Regions from separate parts of the Mus musculus genome. Here region 2 is linked to region 1. The links are chromatin contacts, called in public HiChIP or PLAC-seq maps. All regions are on one chromosome and are shown on one strand. The core of a region is the stretch at or near the end of the contact, and the rest is flanking DNA. Distances in the headings are between cores, read along the strand shown.

Region 1 (7,234 bases), core at 1,573-4,072:
AAAATCTGCTTAATATAGATATAAGTCTTCCTCCTCCTCCTCCTCCTCCTCCTCCTCCTTCTTCTCTTTCTTCTCCTCCTCTTCCCCTTCCTTCTCCTCCTTCTGTGAGACTAGAACTTGCTGTGTAAACCAGACTGGTCTCAAATTCATAAGACATCCATCTGTCTCTGCCTTTGCCTTCCCAGTGCTAGGATTAAAGCTGTACGCCACCAGACCCAGACAGCATGAAATTCTTTTTCAAAATATTTGGACCCTTCACCCTCTGATTCTTAGGATGCAGACCCCACATTTGCTGAGGGTGAACCATATATGGCTGTCTGAGTCTGATGGAAGAGATGGGCTTAGAGAGAGGAAGTGATCTGCCAGCTCTTCTACCCTGTGGCTCACTTGGGTAGCACTGGGCCTAATGGATGTTGCTGGGGGTCCTGGGTGTGTTGCCTCACACATACTTCTTTCCTGTGCTGGACTTTTTGAGGTTTACGTGTCTGTGTTCTCTCTTCCTAGCCACGCACCAGTCATTTAAGATTCAACCTAAATCCAGGTTATATTATTTCATGAGCCTATAAAGATCCTCTTTCCAAACCAGATCTGATGCAGAACTTCCAGCCGAGCCTGGGCTTTGGGGACACTGCCAAACCGTCTGCAGTGATCATTGGGTTTCCTATCATTCGATGATATTGGTGTCTTATGGAGAAGAATCTGGGGACTCCTGCTTTTTCCCTGCCCCATGAATTCATCCTGTTCATGTAACTCACCTGTCACACACAGGAATGTGTGGGAGTAGGAGGGACAATCAACACAAGAGCAGCATGGCTGTTGAAACACCTGTCTCTCTGCAGACCACAATGCCACTGGGAGAGCTTTCTCCGCGGACAAGGATGACCGGGAGATCAGTGCCCATTTCACCTCCCACGAGCTTCTCTCAGCCAACACCATCTCCGACCAGCTCTTGGGCACAGGCTCTGAATCAGAAGAGTTCTCACTCAATGAGACCATGAATAGCATCTTTGCCCAGGGTGCTCCCAGAAGCTCCCCAGCTGAGAGCCTCTATGTGGATTATGAGGAGAATGAGGGGCCTGCTGCCTACTTGATCAATGGGTCTTACCTGGAGCTGAGCAGTGACAGGATCAACACCTCCTCTGAGGCCCCATTCCCCAACACCAGTGCCAGCCCCCCCAACTTGGCTGGGAACAGGACTCACAAGGCAAGGTAAGAGGCACTTCTCCTTGCCCTATCTTACTGCCCTATGGAGTAGGAGTCATTGTAGAGGGATCTAGCTAGAAGGGCCAGGAGCCTGGAGATAAGTGGGAAAGCACGGGTAAGTGAATCTGACATGAGGTTGTGAGTCTGGATTGTTACGTATCTTTCTAAAAGGTTGACAGTCCAAATGTCCCCAGATCTAAATGTCCTAAATGGGAACCATGTTGCTAACAGACTTCTGATGCTGGGATGGACTCAACGTTTTTTATGCATAGAGCAGGGAGTGCTCACAACTACCATGAGTGTTAGGCTCTTGGGAAGGAGCTGAGAAGGGACTAGCAGCCACATAGTCCAGAATCCCTAAGCCACATTCCAAAGCGTCCATCTGTTCTTTCCCTTGCCCCCTTAGCCCTGTGGGACAGACTGGATTCCTAGAGTCAAGTCATTAAAACAGGTTGTCAGCACTCAGAAAAGTGCAGCTCAGTGAGATGCCCAACCGACTGCCATCAAAGGATGCTGCTGGTGGGGACCAAAGATGGTCTGGGGAGATAATGGGCTGAGGGAGGCCATGGGGGAAACTACCAAGCCGAAATAGCCACATCTCCGAGTGTTGTCCAAACATAGGAAGTCAAGTCTGCTCCGGGAGCCGGTGAAATCAAAGGGACAGCCTAGAAAGGAAGGGCTATTTTCATCTTCTAGAGAGGCTTCAAACAATCCCGGGAGGGGCTGTCACCAGACACTTTGGGATCAGGCGTCTGGGATGCAAAGGCACACTCTGAAGCCTGGAGGGTGGTAGGAAGAGAATTTCTGGTTCATTTATAAACAAACAGTCATTTCAGAGCTCTGCTCTCTGGGGATTTCAGGAGCCTGTGTCCCGCCAGGCACTGGGCAAGAACCCAGAAAAGTGGCCACCGGTGTCTCAGAAACCATCACCGCTGAGGAAAGGGCTCTTCCATATTGGGGTGGTGATGGTTTCCAGGGTGTGGCACTTTTGGTGCACCTTCCAGCAAGAAAACCTGATAGGTACGCACTGTGATCTAAGCAGCACCCAGCACCCCACACGTGCCGGAGAGTGGGTGTAGACAGCCCCTCCAGAAATACCTTTAGAGCTTAAAATCCAAAGGGTTATTTTGAACCTGGCGGCTAGCTCTTGAGTCAGGGATGAGTCATGCAGGCTGTGGCTGAGAAGTGTGTAATTATATAAAGATGGAGGCTTCCACACCAAGCACATCTTCTCTCTTTTTGTTTTTTTGGGAGGAATTTAAGGCTGCTCAAGGCAGTGTCAGGGGCCCAGGCAGCTCCAGTGTTATCTGGGTCGAGCCTTAAAGGATAAACTCTTCTCCCCAGTTTTCTCCCCCTGAGGGGTTTGGCCCACCCTCAGTTGGTGCTGTGAGTGGGTCCCACTGGGAGCTCAGGGCTAGGATCTTTTGCTTTGAGACGCCCTTCCCCTCCCCTCAGTGTTGAAGCTTTGTTTATAAGCAGAGAAGAAGGCAGAGCTTTCCCTGCACAGAGCCTGGCTTAAGGACCAGTTTGAGGCCCAGGAGAGGTGGCCCAGGCCCTAGCCTCCCTCCTTTCCTGCCCCCACCCTCCCCTTGAGAATTCATGGAGTCACATCAGTAAACTCATGACTGAGGCTCCTGTGGGTAGATCATTTCCTGGGTTCTCAGAGCGTGACGTGCTATCAGGACAGCAGGGTAGTGTTCGTCTCCAGAGCACTCTCTCGGGAGACAAGAGCCAATCTGAGCCAAATGCAGGCGCAATTCTTACCCACTTGACTAACAGTCCTTACAGATGTCTCTACCATAGATTCACACTGAATGGCTTTTAGAATGTAATGGCCTATAACATCCACAGTTCTCGAGTGACTGTGGTCCCCAGGAAAGAGTCTGGTCCATTTAAGTCCTGTGAAAGGTGGTACTGCACCGCCCTTAGGTAGCCCCTTTTAGTTCCAAAGAAAGAAGAGCTGGGCTATGCAGCCCAAGGGAGCTGTGGTGATGGTGATGGTGATGGTGATAGTGATGGGCTGCCTCCTCAACTGCTCTTCTTGGCTCCCAGGGGTTATGAGACTCAGAGACTGTGTTCTTATTTGAGTGGCCAGGTCTTGAAGCAGATAACCTGGGTGGAGATAACAGTGCAGCAGCGGCTTCCTCCCCCTGCAGAGTCCCGCATAGCCTGCACAGAGGGTGTTGAGGCTGGTTCAAAGAAGCTAACAGTCCTAACAATACTTGGCTTCTGGCCAAGAACCAGAGCTGTTAGCTGGCCAGCCCCCAGCGTGCCTCTTCCCGTCAGCTGGCCTGTGCAGCCATCGTGGACCTGAGCTGCAATGCAGTGTGGGGACGAGGCCACTCTCCCTCCTGCAGCTGGGCTTTGTGAGTTTGAAATTTGGAAGCTGAGTGGCTGGTGTCCCCATTCATCAGAAACCCAACTGAGGGAGGCAGCTGGGGAAAATTCTGGAAGCGCTCAGGCCCTAAGGGCTTTCTGAGATTCCTTCTGGGGTGGGAAGAAGGAATCTGCTAGCGTGTGCGAGAAGACGGAGTGAGAAGCTGGTGGATGTTGAAAGAGCAGTTAGAACACTGGTGAGTTCCCCATTGCTCAGCGTTCCTCTGAAAGAACAGGGTGCCTCAATGCAGAGTCTCTAGTACCTGAAATGAGAAGTACCCACGTCTGCTCATGGCCAACATGTATGTCTCCTTTTCTGTTCCAAAGGGTGGAGCCCTGGTTTACATGGAGGGTACTTGCTGGAGCCCAGGAAAATGTGTCTTTAAGGGGAGTGTGTCTTAGAGGCAGACTAAGCCTATAAGCACCCAGCTTTCTCACCACGCTCTGTTTGACCGTGTTTCAGGACCAGACCCAAGGCACGCAAGCAAGGTGTGAGCCCAGCTGACATGTACCGGTGGAAGCTCTCATCCCATGAGCCCTGCAGTGCCACATGCACCACAGGTACTGAGGCTGGGACCACGGGGACACCTCCTCTGAGCCTGCCTTTATGGTGATCGGGCTTAGCTGGAGACTCCCGCATTCATGTGAAGTCCCAAGCCACCCCCAAAGAGCTTGCCTAGCTTGATCTGGGAGGTAGGGTGGGATGGCAGGAGTCGGGGAGAGATCACAAAAGCATCCTTGATCTCATGACCTGTTAGGTGACAATCAGGTCCAGGCCTCACTGGTTAGCCCTAATTATTCTCTGACACCTCAGGAGAGGGGCTTTTCAGAGTAGAGATGGGCATCTTCACTCTGCGGTTTTGCTCATACTGCATACTGGCCCTGACTGAAAACACACAACGCTGCCCTGTTCCTAACAAATTGGAAGCAAACAAACACCATACCCCATATCATACCCCAGTCTCTCGGGAAATTGCTACTGACCTCTGCCCACGACTACATTGTACCATGGCAAAGGTTCTTGTGGGATAAATGGAAAGGCACCATCTGCCTGGTCCAAATTCGTCCAGTGAATGCCATTTCTGCAGCCCTGCTGTGGGATTCTGAGGTAAGGCTGAAGCTGGTCCTAGCCCAGGAGCAGCCAGTCCACTGGCTCCAGCAGACAGATGAACCCTGAGACCCGTCTTTCACAGGGATGGCTTGTCAGGACCAAACATTTTAGCAGCTGTGTGGCCTCTGCTCTTGAAACCTGTTGAAACTGTGTATGGGCATGCTAGCCCATGGTCCTTCTAGCCATCCTGGCTGTGGGACCTACCATGTGCTGTGACTATGAGAACTTTCTGGAGGCTGGAGAGGTGACAACACTTGAGATGTCTCCAGGTTGAGGTAGCCCTGGTGGCAAGGTGCTTGATGAATGAGCCCCGGTAAGTGATGTCTTCAGGGAGAACATGACACCATTGTCTTTCAACACTTAGATGTACCCAGGTCAAGGAGCAGGGATGTTCTGTGCGTCCCACAGCCCAGAGCAGAAACAGGAAGAAAGGAAATAGGACAGGTGTGATACTGGGAAGGGATGAGCTTTGTCTCAGACAAAAGTGTCAGAAGGAGAGAGGCTCTGTGACCTTAAGAGGCACTGACCCATCTGAGTGACATGGAGTCCACACTGTGGACAATTCACTGCCTCAACACCTTCTGCCCTAACATCACTAGCTGTCTGGAAGACCTCGCTGTTCCCAGAGCTTAAATTTGCTATGTAAAACTGTAGCCATGCTGAAGAGGAGAGGCCAGGGTGTGGGATTTTCCAGATGTGAATGCACACAATGTCTGCAGATGTTCTGTAGAGAATCATGATTGCACCCACTTCTCTTCTCCTTCTCCAATGCTGAGATCTGCTTTTGAGGGTGTGCTGGGCTGTAGGGCCTGCCTTCTCTGTACCCTGAACCCCCAGCCATGGTAAAGATCTTAGGTTTGTCCTTTTGGAACAGCAATGTGGTCAGGTGGTCTTGGACTCGACTTGGGACTCAGGGTATAACTTCTAGACTGTCCCTCAGTCCCCCAAAGCACAGCATAGCTTCCCAGGAGCTAAGGGGACAGGTAGGATTGTTACTGAGGAGGGATAGCTGGTCTTGGCTATTTCATGTCTCAGGGCTTAAAGCACACTTCAGCTCAAGGCAAGGGCTCTGCGGTCAAGAAGTTTTAAGAAGCTTCACACTCAAGACAGATGTAAGGAAGAGGTGCCCAGAAAAGTTACATTTTGATCTTGTAGCCTTTCTGGAAATTTCCCATTCTGGGCATGAGCAATGGGGCCATGACAACTCTGGTGGCTCTGCTAGGTGGGACCTGGATTTTCTCCCATGTGTTTCCATTCCATGATGACAAACCAAAGCATAGCCAGGTACTTGGGGCAGCTGCACAAGTCCCCAGCCTGTCTGTATGTCCCTGAGTCCCAGAGCTAGTGTCTCTGAGGCCTGAAATGTTCCAAACAAGCCTGGCCAGGAAGCTGCTGACCTCCCCCAGCAGGCTGATGGCTGCACAGCCTAGTGCTGGCAGGGGAGGAACCAGTCGTTGCAGCCTGGCTTGGCCCTCATGGAATAAAAACAAAACAAAACACATATATGGGTTCTCCTCGGACTCCATGGTTCTGTTTGGGGTTGGGGTCTGGAGCAGCAGAGGGTGCCGAGGCTCTGACATCTCTGGACAGGTAGAACCATTGAAAACCCCCAAGATCTTCTTTCACATACAGTGCCACTGTGGCTTTCTCCAGCAGAGCAAAATCCTGGCATACCTTGCTCCAGAGTAGGGAATGCTCACCCTTTAGGGAGCCCATGTGCAGGCTTTCTCTGATGTGCAGGAAGCAGCCTGAGGGAGGAAGGAGAGGAGGTATGGTTTTGTGTGTATGTGTGTGTGTGTGTGTGTGTGTGTGTGTGTGTGTGTGTGTGTGTACGTACGCGCGTGACCCTTCATATTCTCTTGGTATTTTAGAATTCAGGAATCCCAGAAAAAGCCACACAAATAGTTAAAGGCATTTGGAGGTGCTGGTTGGGAGACCCTCAATAAGAGCTGAGGCCCCTAATCTGATGTTTGGGGGCAGGGCTGTTTTGCTGCCATGATTTGGTTTTTCACCTGCTTGCCTGCTCATCTGCCATAAATGGTCTCCATCAGACAAATGCGCTTAGGGTATCTGGCTTTAACAGACTCTGCCTCTGGAAGACCATCTAGGTTTGTGGCAGGTGAGCTAGATGCCTGGGCTGGGCTGGAGGGGCTGGGCAAAGAAAGAGGTCTGATCCCACAGAGCTTTCCTGCTCCCCACTCTAGCATTTCACCACCCCCAACCCAAGAAGCAGAGCTTGGAGTGATCATGTGACCCATTCCAAGACCACAAGGCTCACCCTATATCTGTTGGTGTCCAAGGTATTCCCTGTTAACCACACAGTTTACAGACCCTTCCCTTTCCCCGAATCTAGGAGTCATGTCCACCTATGCCATGTGTGTTCGCTATGATGGTGTTGAAGTGGATGACAGCTACTGCGATGCCCTCACCCGTCCTGAGCCTGTCCACGAATTCTGCGCTGGGAGGGAGTGCCAGCCCAGGTACCTGTCCTGGAGCACCAAGCTGGGAGTCAGGATGAGTGAGCAAGTGTGTGTGTGTGTGTGC
Region 2 (6,778 bases), core at 157-2,656, 110 kb after region 1:
CGGTGGTGGCAGTGGTTGTGATAAAGATGTGGTAATAGTAATGACAAAGGCATTGGTGGTGGTAGTAATGGTGACAAGGATAATGGTGTTGATGGTGGCTATGGTAATGATAAAAGCGGTATTGGTGACTGTAGAGATGATGGTGTCAATCACCGTGATGAGAAAGTGACAGTGGTAATGGTTTGGGTGGCAATGTTTGTGGGACCGGTTATGTGATGGTATAATATGGTGGTGATGATGGCCATAATGATTATAATCCAATCTTCTAGAAATGGGCATAAGCAGACAGTACTTAGCCCACACTGCCTGACGTCTCACCCACAGTTGCTGGCCCTGGGGTCCATCCCTCTGGCCTGAGGAGAACCAGTCATTCCTCTGAGGAAACCCCTGTTGTAGCAGCTCTGACCTGAGATCCTTAAATCCGAGTACCTGGTAAATGTGCCTGCATCCAGACAAGAGCAGTGGGTCACAGAAACCTGGGGAGAAAAGACGTACGCCACTCCCAAATTAGTTCTAAAGTCATCACACACTGAGGTCACACAGGGTGACCCCACCTCATTCCAGCCACGCTGTGTTCCTACATTTTTCTGGCAATCATTTTATCCTCCACTGACAGCTTGAATAGTGGCAGGGAACACATGCCCAGACTGCGGATGCCGTATCTCTCTTGGCTGCGGCACAGAATTAGAGCAGAACATTCTATGGCTGTCTAAGGAAGGGATGAGCAGATCTGTGCTGGCCTCACAGCCCAAGTTTCTAGGCAGCTGTACTCTACGTGAATGCATTCTCGCTGGGACTCCATGGTTTATCAAATGCATGCGGTGTGAGCCTGTTCTATCCTGGGCAAATGGAGCCACAGCAGCGACAAGCTAGGGCTTCTTCACTGCCAGGAAAGAAATCCAATTTCCTCCTGATTTGAAATTAATTTTCAGAGGGAAATTGCTTTATTGTTATGCCTTGTGATGACTCCCAGCCTGGAGCTTGCTGGTTTGCTAAGAGGGGCCTGTTCTCTACTTGGGGGCAGGGTGTCCTCAGCGGAGGTGCCGGAGGTGCCGAGAACACCATGTCTGACCCAGTACTGGCTGAGCTGAGCTCTGGGAGACTCGCCGGGAAAGCTCTTCCCCGCTGGGGAATCTCGCTGGCCTTGAGGCAACTATGTGAGGAGCAAAGGCAGCTGGTCTGTTGGCTGCTGAGTGGACACTCACTTTCCCCAGCCCTCTTCTTCCTCTAGGAATCCAAAGACTGTAGATGTCTGGCCCAAGCAAAGGCATCTCAGAGAAGTGCTATTGCAAAAGTCAGTGCGTGTGGCTGGGCATCTCTGACCAGGTCCTGTCATGAGTGGAACCTGGCAGCCACAGCAGGGTCCTGGGCCTTGGTCCACAGGACAGGGTCTGCGGAACTTGGCGCTCACCAAAGTCATTGCTCACGTCTCTGCTCGACCTGGCATTTGCTGACTACGCAGACACACACATTCCTCTCCTGCAGCTGGTGGGCTAGACGCCAACTGATCTATAAATACGTGGCCTGGCTCCATGTTCTGGCCCCAGAGCCTCCACATGCTGATGGACAGTTTGTCAACACAGTTTTAAGCCAGCACAAGATATCACTTAGAATATGAAATTTCCCCTGGATTCCAAGAGGATTCAGTATTTGAGCAGATATATGTGACGCACCACAAAGCACTTTTGACATTGTCTAGACTTTGTACTGTTGCCGAGGAAACTGAGGCCCAAGAAGACAGGCATAAGACTCCAGGCCAACAGGCCAACATCTACCTCCCTGTTCTGAGGGTCAGGGTAGCGCAGAAGTGTTGGTATATACTACCCTTTCATATCTGTTGCCCAGCTCCCTGTTCCCTCCCCCACTTGCCTGTGTGCCCCACCTCTGGGGTCAGGGCAGTGACCAGCCAGCCTCTACAGCTTGAAGTGCCACCAGAGGCTAAACTGTCACTTATTGTTGGCTAAGTTATGGAGAGGCTTAAGCCACTGAGGTGTGTGTCCTGAGCCACACTGAGAGACAACTTTCCAGGTCAGCCCAAACCATAGCATGGACGCCACCGGAACAGTCTTGTTCTCTTTGGCCTAACCCTCTTTCAGGCCCTTGGGAGAAGGTGGGGTCACTGGGACAGGAGTCCCTGGCAGGGCACAGTCTTACGTAACCTCAGCTGCAGCCTGTGCCTCCACTCCTACTCTAGCCTGCATGTCCCTGGAGCTCTGTTCAATGACCTGGCAAGCCCTGTCCTCAGAGATCCTCCCAACTGTGTGGCCATGATCTCTGAGGAAGCAGGATAAGCGAGAATAGCTAGCTGTGCTCAGGACCAGGCGTCAAGTGTTTCTGGGTGTTTCAAATCTACCCCACGGCAGACTTTTCTTGTGTTATAGTGAACCATACATTATGAGACTAGCTCATCTTCTCAGGGAAGTGGCCCCCAGGCTCATGGTTGCTGGCAGCTGGGCAACAAGACACTGGCATCTCCACGTCAAACTTAACAAAGGCCCAATCCTCCCTGTGAGCACTTCCAGGGACTCTCAGTCCATCCCCTGGGCAGTGGCAGCCATTCTCCACTGCCCTGAGCTGCAGCTGCAAGCTCCCTTGAGCCTATGGGTGGGGATGCACTCACAGAGAGCGGGCTGCACCTTCCTTCTCATCACTAGGTCTGGCCCAGTCCCACAGGTGCTTTTAGCCAACACATCTGGAATTCATTCTAGAGCCAGGGGAGGGGCTGCTGGGGGGTGGGGCAGCTGTACAATAGGAATACACCAAGGGTTCAGATCCAAACACTAGAACTCTGATGGTCCACACTGGTGCCATATGTACACGGTACCAGGAGGTACATTGGCAGAAACTGCCAGGGAGCCAGCTTTGACGAGGCATTGCCAATGTCTGGCCTCAAAGACATGGGCCCATCCATCTGATAGCCCCACTGTGTGACCAGCTGGTTGAAATAGGACCCAGAGTCGTCCCATGTTGGATGCTCTCTCATGTACCATGTTCTCCTAGGCATGTAATCCTCAGGGATCTGCAGGATTCTGGGCTTCCCAGCTCACTGCACAATCAGTCTCCCCAAGACAAGAACCCTGGTCTTGAGAGCACAGTCTTCTCCTCTCCTGCCAGATGTAGGACAGCACTGGAAAGGGGTGTGGCCAAGAATAAGCGGGTAGGGCAGGCTGTCTGACTCAGTGGGTTCACTTACCAGTTCCTTTCTCTGGACAGAAAACTCATAGCACCGTGTACAAAGACATCTGCCGCTAGGCTGCTTCCAAGAGAAGACATGGACCCCATGATGTTTGAACGTGGTTACCACTAAGGCAGGGGAGTGGGCAAAGAACAAGCACAACTAGAGAACAGAGCGATGTGAGGACCACGGCCATTGTGCAGAGAACAGGCCTGGCACAGTTACAAACAGGCAGATGTTGTCATGAAGTAGACACACCAGCCTCTAGGGATGGATGGCTGAGCTTTCTTGAGTTTTCTCATATTTTACAACACAGCCAAGCGTTTGGTGACCTGTGCTGGTCAGTGTGTCTTTGCCACATGGAGAAGGCCATCTTTATGTAATCATGCCATGGGCTCTGGACCACAACCCTATTCCAGAGCTGAAAGAAGCAAGGCCGAGTGAGGTCAAGGTTGTGTCCCAAGGATGTGCTACGGAAGTGAGGTCTGAGTTGGACTGGGTACCCAGCCTTTGCTGCACAGCTATGGTTGGAAACAGAATGCTGGTGTTTGTGGCTCTTTCTTTCTTTCTTTTTCTCTCTCTCTCTCTTTCTCTCTCTCTCTTTCCTTTCTTTCTTTCTTTCTTTCCTTTCTTTCTCCTTTCTTTCTTTCTTTCTTTCTTTCTTTCTTTCTTTCTTTCTTTCTTTCTTTCTTTCTTCCTCCTGCTTGTTTTTTATAACGCTGGAGTTGAACCTGGGCTTTCACACACGCCAGACAAGCACTCTACCACTGAGCTACAGCACAGCTCTCTGTTTACTTGTTATTTTGAGGCAGGCTCTTACTAAGTTGACCAGGCTGATCTTGAACGTTCAGTTCTTCTGCCTTGGTGTCTGCACAGCTGGGATGGCAGGCCTATACTGTGAGCCAGGCCATGGGCATTATTTCATATGTATCTTATGCCACCATAAGTCAGCTTGGCAGAGGCACGAGTAGCCAGTGAATACATGATCCCCAGACCAGACACTTACTTTGGGGCTTGGCCTGCCCGTGACCCTGGGCAATATGAGCTGTGTCAGCTCAGCCTGGGCCCTGGCCTAACTCCCAGGCCCCAGGTGAAGATTCCCGGGCAGCCTGGGAGGGCTGGGAGGCAGCCATGGCCAGGACAGGGTCCCATGGGAGGAAGCAGCTGGAGTTGGGAACCCCACGCTGCTCCCCCCACCCGACCCCACGGTGGTCCTGCTAGTGGTGGGAGGATGCTGATCTTGACAGGAGGGGATATATTCCCACCTGGTCTTCCCTCCACGAACATCCAAACCACACACAGGCTGAGGCTGTGCCAAGCCTCGGCACAGTGGAAGCGGGACACGGCTTTCCTTTCCTCCACACAGCAGAACCCAGCCCTGATCAAAACTGGACTCTGGATGCTGAATATACCAACACAAATGCCACCAGGATGCCCTCATGAACAACCCAAGCTAGAGAGTCTGAAGGTCTGGAGGCTGCCATGTCCTAGGACCCCACCCCACTACTCTTTCAGAGCACCTACCCTCTCTGGTCCCAGCAAGCAGCTTTGCATTAATGAGGCAGGAAACAAGCTAGACAGAGAACCCCCACCCCACTTCCTGAACCCTGGTGCAGCTTCCAGAGGGGAGGTGGAGTGCAGCCCACGTGGCGGCCTTTATCACCCGCTCCCGCTGGCAGCATCCTCCTTAGCACTCAGCGCCACTCTGTTTATTTGCTGACAGGTTCCAGCCTGGTCCCAGGATGTCTGGCCCTTTTGTGGGCAGGAATCTCATTCTCCAACTGATAGCCCTCCACATCTCTCCACAAAAAAAAAAAAAAAAAAAAAAAACCCTAGAGATGGCCAAGTAGAGAGGACAGAACATGCCTAACAGTGTCCTTGCCCCGCTGCAGGCATGTGTGTCACCAGCACAGATCTTTGTTTTGGGGGGCATTGTCATTTGGGCAACCTGGGCAAGACATCCAGATTCTCTAAACTCAGTCTAGGGAAGTAACACTCATGCAGCCCGGCCTGGGGCCCCTGCAAAAGCTGCGGAAAATAAATGATCCAGGATGGCCTTCGTGGGCAAGCCAGCCTTGCCAGGACACACCTCTCAGAGTCACCACTAGGGGGCACTGCCGGGACCTATGGGCCAAGGTCAGGATCTCTAATCCCCCCTGGGAGGGGATAATGATACTTGGTATATGGCATCATCACCTTCTCCATCAGCCTTGAGAATCCCAGATGGAAAGCACAACGTGTATTCCCCAGCCAGGAGTCTGAGGCCCAGGAAATGGCGGGGGCCAGCCAGGAGCTAGGGCCCAGATTCCCTACCCAGCATCACCCAGAGAGCCCCCGGAGTCCCAGGGGACCCTGATGAAGATGATAGCCATAACCGCGGAAGAGCTGGGCTTTGTCACTTGCCAGGAAACCAGGAGGAAATCACATGGCACTGCATCTTGATGCCATCATGCCTCTCTGAGCTCCCTCCTGGGTCAGGCTGGCTGCCAGCATCTCTGACAGACCTTGGGAGTTGAGGCCCAGGGAGATAAAGAGACTTGCCCGAAAGTACCAGACTCCCAGGCCCACCCAACCTTTGCTAAAAGTTGCCGCCACCACACTCCAGCCCCCAGAGGCTGACGGTCACTGCTACCTACCAGGTGCCCGGCGGCTCTCACCAGCTGGTGGGTGGAGAAGGGGAAGGCCTCGTTGCTCAGGTCAGCATCAAGCACATCCTGCAGGATGTCACGGCTGTGAACAAGAACAGAGTCTGTGAGTCACAACCTCAGGTGTTCCTGGCCAGTGAGCCAATACCAGCGGGAGGAAGACAATAAATCTAGACGACCTGGTAGGGACAGGCTACAAGTGCCACCATATGAGAAAGCCACCTTCCTGTGGGCTGTCAGGGAAGCCGGGCTATAGGTGAGTTCTCGCTACAGGATGGTCAACTAAAATAGAGTTATTCAACTACCAAGCACCCTGGATCCCACCTGAGTCACAATGGTGGTCACTGCGAGGAACTGGCAATTGTGCCTCTGTTTTATATAGCAGAGTCAAAGGTCAAGCTGTGGTGAGTAGACAGGACTCAGCAGGGAGCATAGGACACTGTACTGCTCCTCCACCTCCATTACCACCACCACTGCTGTCACTGCCACCACCACCATCACCTGGTGCATCCCCCAACCAAACCCAAGAGTCCTGCCTGCAGTGGGTCTCAGCCTCACAGGAGTCACAAGGAGGCAGAGAGATTAGAGTCCCAGCCTGGTGGACAAGAGAACAGGGCCATACCTAGTGCTCATGGCTGGGTGTCCTTACAGCACTGGACGCATCTTCTTCAAACCATATCACATCACAGTGAGTCCTACTGTCATGTCCACTGTTTTTCTAAACCACATCACGCTCCGTCCTCACATGTCCATTGCTACTCTGAGCTGTGCCGTTGAGGTACATTCTATTGTTCTGCACCAGCCTCAGCCAGTCTCCCTCTCTCACCTCCCTACTCTGCTGCAGCCCAGCTCAGGCCCTGCTGCTGTGAAACAGACAAGATCCTGCAGGCCCACGCCCCAAGCCCACCTACCACAAGCCCACACACCCCCTCCCAGGTCACCTCTCCTGTGTCCCTCC

Evidence for each region. HiChIP or PLAC-seq counts read pairs in DNA pulled down with a chosen protein or histone mark.
Region 2: a contact with region 1 is called in an H3K27ac HiChIP or PLAC-seq map of heart atrium, with 8 read pairs. The contact joins two enhancer-like sites. A contact is called at or near these places in 3 of 39 promoter capture datasets (cranial neural crest, embryonic stem cells and maxillary cranial neural crest), 3 of 484 Hi-C or Micro-C datasets (bone marrow-derived macrophages, cardiomyocytes and liver), 7 of 115 datasets of contacts at active chromatin or transcription factors (the 230-238 cell line, CD8 T cells, T-cell acute lymphoblastic leukemia and 4 more) and 3 of 9 other capture datasets (adipose tissue, liver and pancreatic islet).

What each region holds. Positions count from the first base shown.
Region 1 is chr2:27,094,564-27,101,797 of GRCm38.p6, forward strand. Adamtsl2 (ADAMTS-like 2) reads left to right here. Exons shown (of 19, transcript NM_029981.2): 11 at 840-1,209; 12 at 4,043-4,140; 13 at 7,044-7,170. Gm36882 (a long non-coding RNA gene) reads right to left here. Exons shown (of 2, transcript XR_374186.3): 2 at 6,196-6,438. Among named protein-coding and RNA genes, the nearest start is that of Gm36882, 4.6 kb to the right of the region's middle. Within about 2 kb of position 2,823, at least 122 of the 459 cell types and tissues checked have an H3K27ac peak or open chromatin away from gene starts, as enhancers often do. A contact at or near this core is called in VIP interneurons, adipose tissue and heart atrium, where this site is marked.
Region 2 is chr2:27,205,200-27,211,977 of GRCm38.p6, forward strand. Sardh (sarcosine dehydrogenase) reads right to left here. Exons shown (of 21, transcript NM_138665.2): 17 at 5,812-5,905. Among named protein-coding and RNA genes, the nearest start is that of Sardh, 39 kb to the right of the region's middle. Within about 2 kb of position 1,407, at least 57 of the 459 cell types and tissues checked have an H3K27ac peak or open chromatin away from gene starts, as enhancers often do. A contact at or near this core is called in VIP interneurons, adipose tissue and heart atrium, where this site is marked.